2 separate regions of the Xenopus laevis genome follow, and region 2 is linked to region 1. The links are chromatin contacts, called in public Hi-C maps. All regions are on one chromosome and are shown on one strand. The core of a region is the stretch at or near the end of the contact, and the rest is flanking DNA. Distances in the headings are between cores, read along the strand shown. Region 1 has its middle 16 kb from the start of eps8l1.L. Region 2 overlaps eps8l1.L (epidermal growth factor receptor kinase substrate 8-like protein 1).

Region 1 (2,700 bases), core at 154-2,653:
CCATTAAAATAACATAACTAATGAAGAGCACCTTATGTAGAGCTGCAGAGATTCCATGCACCACTGCTTGTTAAAGAGTGCACCTTTTTAAAGGGGAACACGGCAGGGTACGAAGAGCACCTGCTTTTCTGCTGGGGACTTGGTATTTAACCCTTTTTCTGAGCATTGAAGCAGAAACCCCAAAGTATTTTTTATCTTGTTTTACTAGTTTTCTTTGTGTTACTGTTCTACATGCTGGTAGGTGCCAATAACCAAAGGCAAGGGACAATAGTAGTCTGTTTCAGTACAGTTGGCCTACTATAAAACAAAATCAAATGCCAGTATTATGCCTATTTGGCACATTGTACCAGGAACTGCATGGCAGGTTTTATTATGCTGCAAAGTATATAGTTGTAAGGCAGTGCCCCAACCCGAGGGGCTCCCCAGAGCAGAAGCTGAAGGGGGTTCAGCCTGAAGTCCAATTAGAATAAGATTTGGGGAGAATGCCTTTTTGCCATGGAAATACTAACTCAAAGTTTAGCCAATTACAATGGGATCTTGGGGGTTAGCACTTATTGGTTTTTCGATGTACAGTACAGGTATGGGATCCGTTATCCTAAAACCCCTTATCCATATTTTTTTTTTTAATTCCTTTTTTTTTATCTCTTATAATAAAACTGTACCTTGTACTTGATCCAAACTAAGATATAATTGATCCTTATTGGATGCAAAACCAAGCTAATGTTTAAATGAATTTCTAGCAGACTTAAAGGAACAGTAACACCACAAAATGAAAGTGTTTTAAAGGAATGACAGTATAATGTACTGTTGCCCTGCACTGGTACAACTGTTTTTTTTTTGCTTCAGAAACACTACTATAGTTTATATAAAGAAGCTGCTGTGTAGCCATGGGGGCAGCCATTCAAGCACAGGACACTCAGTCGATAACAGAAGGATCTGAAGAATCCTATTGTATGCAAGAGAGTTTTATCTATTATCTGCTGTGTATCCTGTGCCTTTTCTCCTTTTTCAGCGTTGAATGGCTGCCCCCCATGGCTACACCCTTTAAGGTAAGTGCATGCACCCTGCTCTTCGGTAGGATGCCTTTCATACAGCAGCCAAGGGGGGCAGGGCAGGAATGGAATCCAGAGATGGGAACATTACATTATTAACAAGGAGATTGTTCATGTTATCAGTCAGCAAAGCAAAGAGCTATTCTTCCGCCGTCACGTTTCCTTCTTGTCTCTCCTGGTTTAACTGGTTGAACCAACTGCAAAACCTCCTGCCTCATAAGAAATAGCCGTGTGCTTGTGCAGAACTGGGTTACACCACATCCACATCAGAGTAAATATTTTCATTCTCTGCCCTTTTTTTCCATTCCCTTCTCCTTCCTCCCTATGGTTCTCTAATCTTTACTCTAGTTAAACCTTAACTACAAGACATAAGGTTAATACAAACAATGGGGGTCAGACCTCCCTTATGAATGACTCCCTGGTGCTATTTGCTAAACACTAGCCAAAGGGCAAAATAGTGTTTGTTTCTTTCCTGAGAACAATGTGTAATATTGTCATGTGGTCTTTAGGGTAAAAAACTCTTCTATGTAACCGTCACTTTTTATTCCTGCACCAAGGAATCCATTTCTTAGTACGTGCATGAATCTATAGGGCTGTCCTTGCCACAAGCCAAAGAAGGGTCCGTTATCCTTCGTCTGAGATATCTGTGAATGATACAGGTATGGGATCCATTATCCAGAAACCCGTTATCCAGAAACCTCCAAATTACAGAAAGCTCATCTCCCATAGACTCAATTTTATGCAAATAATCCACATTTTTAAAAACATTTTACTTTTTCTCTGTAATAATAAAATCGTATCTTGTACTTGATCCAAACTAAGATAGAATGAATACTTATGGGAAGCAGAACCAGCCTGTTGGGTTTATTTCATGTTTACATGATTTTCTAGTAGACTTAAGGTATAAACATCCAAATTATGGAAAACCCCAGGTCCGAACACATATGGAATCCACAGCATTCATTGCTAATTAGCAATTCATTTAGATGCATGGCTGCACATAAATCAGTTCAGTCTGCAGCATGCATCTAAATTAATTGCTAACTAGCTATGAATGCTGTGGATTCCATATGTGTTCAGTTTTTAAGTGGTAAGGTGGCAACCTTACTCCCAACTGTCTAGTTTTTAGCGGGACAATCCTGATTTTGACAGCTCAACCTGCAGTCCCGGATTTGTTACTGAAATGTCATGACTTTCTCTTTGATCGCCTGCACTGAACTGCCAGTAAAAGATACAAAGTTTCTAACTTAATTGGCTTTTGCCAGAGAGCCCAGAATAGAAACTTAGATACTTTTGTAACAATTTAAAATAAGCAAAGAAACAATTGTAAGATAAGCAGGTCTCTTGGGAAAACTGTAACTTGCAGCTTAAAGGGCAATTCACCTTCATTAGCAAAACTGTAATAACATAAAAACCACAGAAATGTGTTCATAACTTGCCGAATTTTGTAATATGAACATAGTAATTATGGGGTGTGGTCACAAAATGGGCATGGTAAAAAAAATATTTTTGCCCCTCTTTCTATTTATAAAATATAGGGTGGTATGGCACTAGGCCCTTTAAAAGTCTTTCTGGCTGGGGGGGGGGACACGAGCTTGTTATGGCTCTGCACATATATATATATATATATATTTTTATATATATATAT
Region 2 (3,005 bases), core at 387-2,886, 48 kb after region 1:
AGTTATATTCCTCTACAATTGGCTGAGATTTTGATACAGTGCATAGCTTTGACCTCACAGCCAGTACCCATTATTACTTAGAACATTGGTCCCCAACCAGTGGCTCAGGAACAACATGTTGCTCACCAAGCCCTTGGATGTTGCTCCCAGTGGCCTCAAAACAGGTGCTTATTTTTAAATTCCTGGGTTGAAGGCAGGTTTTGGTTGCATAAATATCAGGTGTACTGCCTCTTGTCGGCTGTCAGTCCACATTGAGGCTACCAAATAGCCTATAACAGTCCTTATGTGGCATCCCCAGGATGGAGAGAATTTTTTTGGAAATTCAGCTTTCTAGCTTTGAGGATGCTAGATGACCACAAGGGTAGCAAGGTTAGATTTGCCCGCCTAGATACACAAGATAACCTGGTGGGTACTGTATATATTACAATGCCTTTTCTGTCCAACCAGTGGGTATAAATTCACTGTCCTGTTTTCTCCTATGACACTGCAGGAGTTACTAAGCTGAGTACCATGCTCCTAAGCATACCCTCCATCAGAAATGAGCCCTCTTGGTAGGAATGCCACCTTTTCTATTAAAATATTGGTGGTAGCATAAGGGGTGTTTAGTGGCGTAAAGGGGTTGGTGATTGGGATGGAGCAGGACATGACCTGTCAGTTCAGGAGAAGCTGGCTGGAGTGGCTGGTTATGAAATAGGCAGGGGCAAACCTCGAAGATCACTATAGGGGGATCAAAAGTTAATGTTAATAGACAGTTCTTAAAATTGCTTAGAATCTTATAATAGTATACTTTGTAACACCCTTATGGGAAGTAGAATGAAACAAACAAAGATATGTTTAGAGATGAGGAATCTGTGTCTAAGGTTCTTCAGGATGGAAGTAGATTGTGGAACTTCTGGGGAGCCCAGTAGTATAGTTGGCTGGCAGTAGCCCTGACTGGCAATTTTCATACTGTATATTTCTGCAAAAATGGGTCATTCAAAGATTTAAGGGGGCCTTAAAAGGATTTTGCTGTGGATTATGATAAAGACCCCTCACCATAAGTTCTGACACTGTATCATGTTAAATGTTGCTCTAGATATTTTAGGTGGAGTTCATTCCTGAATATTTACTTAGAATTTATTTCTCATTTCAATGCCACTGCACTGCACATAAATCACTGTTTGCATGGGCTGACAAACAGGTCTGCCTGCCAAGTCACTTCTAGGGCAGCAACACAACAACCATTTATTTGCATATGAAAAAAAATGTTTTTATTTTGCCTTCATTGTGAGTATGTAAAGGGCTGTATATATAAAATCTAAAAATGGCAGCATAACACAATAAGACCAGAATTCCTGCTTGCAGTAAATGGAAATCACAGCTGGTATTTGTACAGCACACAGGTGTTGGTTGGGTAACACATCTCAGGATGGAATTTAGATACCAGAGATCAGTATACTGCTAGATATAATTGTGTATGTGCTTATGCTATAATTACCAGTGACAGGAAATGGGAATATTCTTCATAAACATATTCATGAACACTCATTAGAACAGAGACAGGCAATATTTGGCACTCCCCTGCTGAAAAAGAACTTCCATCCATAACTGCCAGTTTTGTGTTGTACAACAGCTACAGCATGGGGCATTGGGTCCTTTAGGGTCATAGTACAGCTAAAGTAAATATATATTTGCTTTGTGAGCCAGATTAAGTGTGAGAACCTGATTTTTTGACAGTGCACTGTACTATAACCTATAAAAAGGGTCGTACACACTTTCACTAAATGCATTGAAGATGAAGCCTTACCCTGTATCATTGCAATATCAGTCGGGTATATTCAATAAAGGGTGAACAGAAAATTCAATATAACATGCAAAGAAAGAGAACTTCACAACCCAAATCACAGTTTAGGACTATAGCTATGCCCAACTAATGCCCTATAAGACTGGACCTGTGTCCCACTGACCTGCTATAAAGTATTAACCCGCAATCCTTGTAAGGAACTATTGGTAAACTAAAGGCAGACCAAATGGGTTATATACAGATAGCTCCACGGTTAGATAATAACTGTTCGAAATAAATATCAAGTTAAATGTTTCCAATGCATGCAAGACGACAATAAGATACAAAGCTTTGCCTTCAACTGATATGACTTAGTGGTTGGAGCACTGTGTGCTATACTCTAACCTTTGCTCACCTGTCCAACATTTACCATGATATGGGATGATATGGAAAGATTAGTTTAACACATGATCAGGGACTGAGTTATGTTCAAACGATAATGTCGTACAAATGATAAGCATAAAATCATTGGGAAAGCCTGTATCCAATAAAATCCCTGTAGAGCCATGATATAGAGTGAGAGTAATGGGATGTGCACATATTTACTAATCAGCCGCTTGGGGGTTTAATCACTCAAAAATGAAAACAAAATACAGGTGTATAAGTTAAGCCTGTTTATAACAGCCAGGCAGAATAAATGATCCTGCTGCACAGCTCAGAGTCTTCCCTGGTGACTTTATGCCCTGAAGTGCCCCTCTCTTTTGACTTCCCTGTTGTTTTTTTTAATTCAGCCAACCAAGAAACGGTGCCATGTCCAGAGGAGATGATATCACTGTACTGAGTTCTTTTTTTGATTTACATTAAATGGAAGCCACAGTTATAAAGTAACATACATTATAGAAAAATACCTTTTGAAAATATGCAGATATACGTGGAAAATAATTTAAAATACCACTCTGCTTCCCCCCCAGTGAGCAGATATGCTGGTGTCTCAGGATGGGGCTAATAGCACTGCATTTTTGAGTATTGTACAGTATTTTACTGATACCGCCCTATTTGGAACCAATTATTTATAAAGCACCTGAAGTTACACATCACGTAACATACATTTTTAACAAACAGGGGTCTTACAATAATATAACAAACAAGGGGTTCACAGTAAAAAGTAGGATCAGGGGGCTCTGCTTGCAAGAACTTCCAATCCAATGACAGATATTGCAGTTGTAAGCAACTTTTTAATATA

The links. A called contact is a pair of places that touch in the nucleus more often than the background predicts.
Region 2: a Hi-C map of the XL177 cell line shows a contact between it and region 1, with 2.5 times the contacts expected there. The contact joins two enhancer-like sites. A contact is called at or near these places in 2 of 4 Hi-C or Micro-C datasets (the XL177 cell line and the XTC cell line).

The regions. Positions count from the first base shown.
Region 1 is chr7L:109,781,733-109,784,432 of Xenopus_laevis_v10.1, forward strand. No RefSeq gene overlaps it. Among protein-coding and RNA genes, the nearest start is that of eps8l1.L, 16 kb to the right of the region's middle. Within about 2 kb of position 1,404, at least 1 of the 7 cell types and tissues checked has an H3K27ac peak or open chromatin away from gene starts, as enhancers often do.
Region 2 is chr7L:109,829,570-109,832,574 of Xenopus_laevis_v10.1, forward strand. The region is part of intron 3 of eps8l1.L (epidermal growth factor receptor kinase substrate 8-like protein 1); the gene reads left to right. Among protein-coding and RNA genes, the nearest start is that of eps8l1.L, 32 kb to the left of the region's middle. Within about 2 kb of position 1,637, at least 1 of the 7 cell types and tissues checked has an H3K27ac peak or open chromatin away from gene starts, as enhancers often do.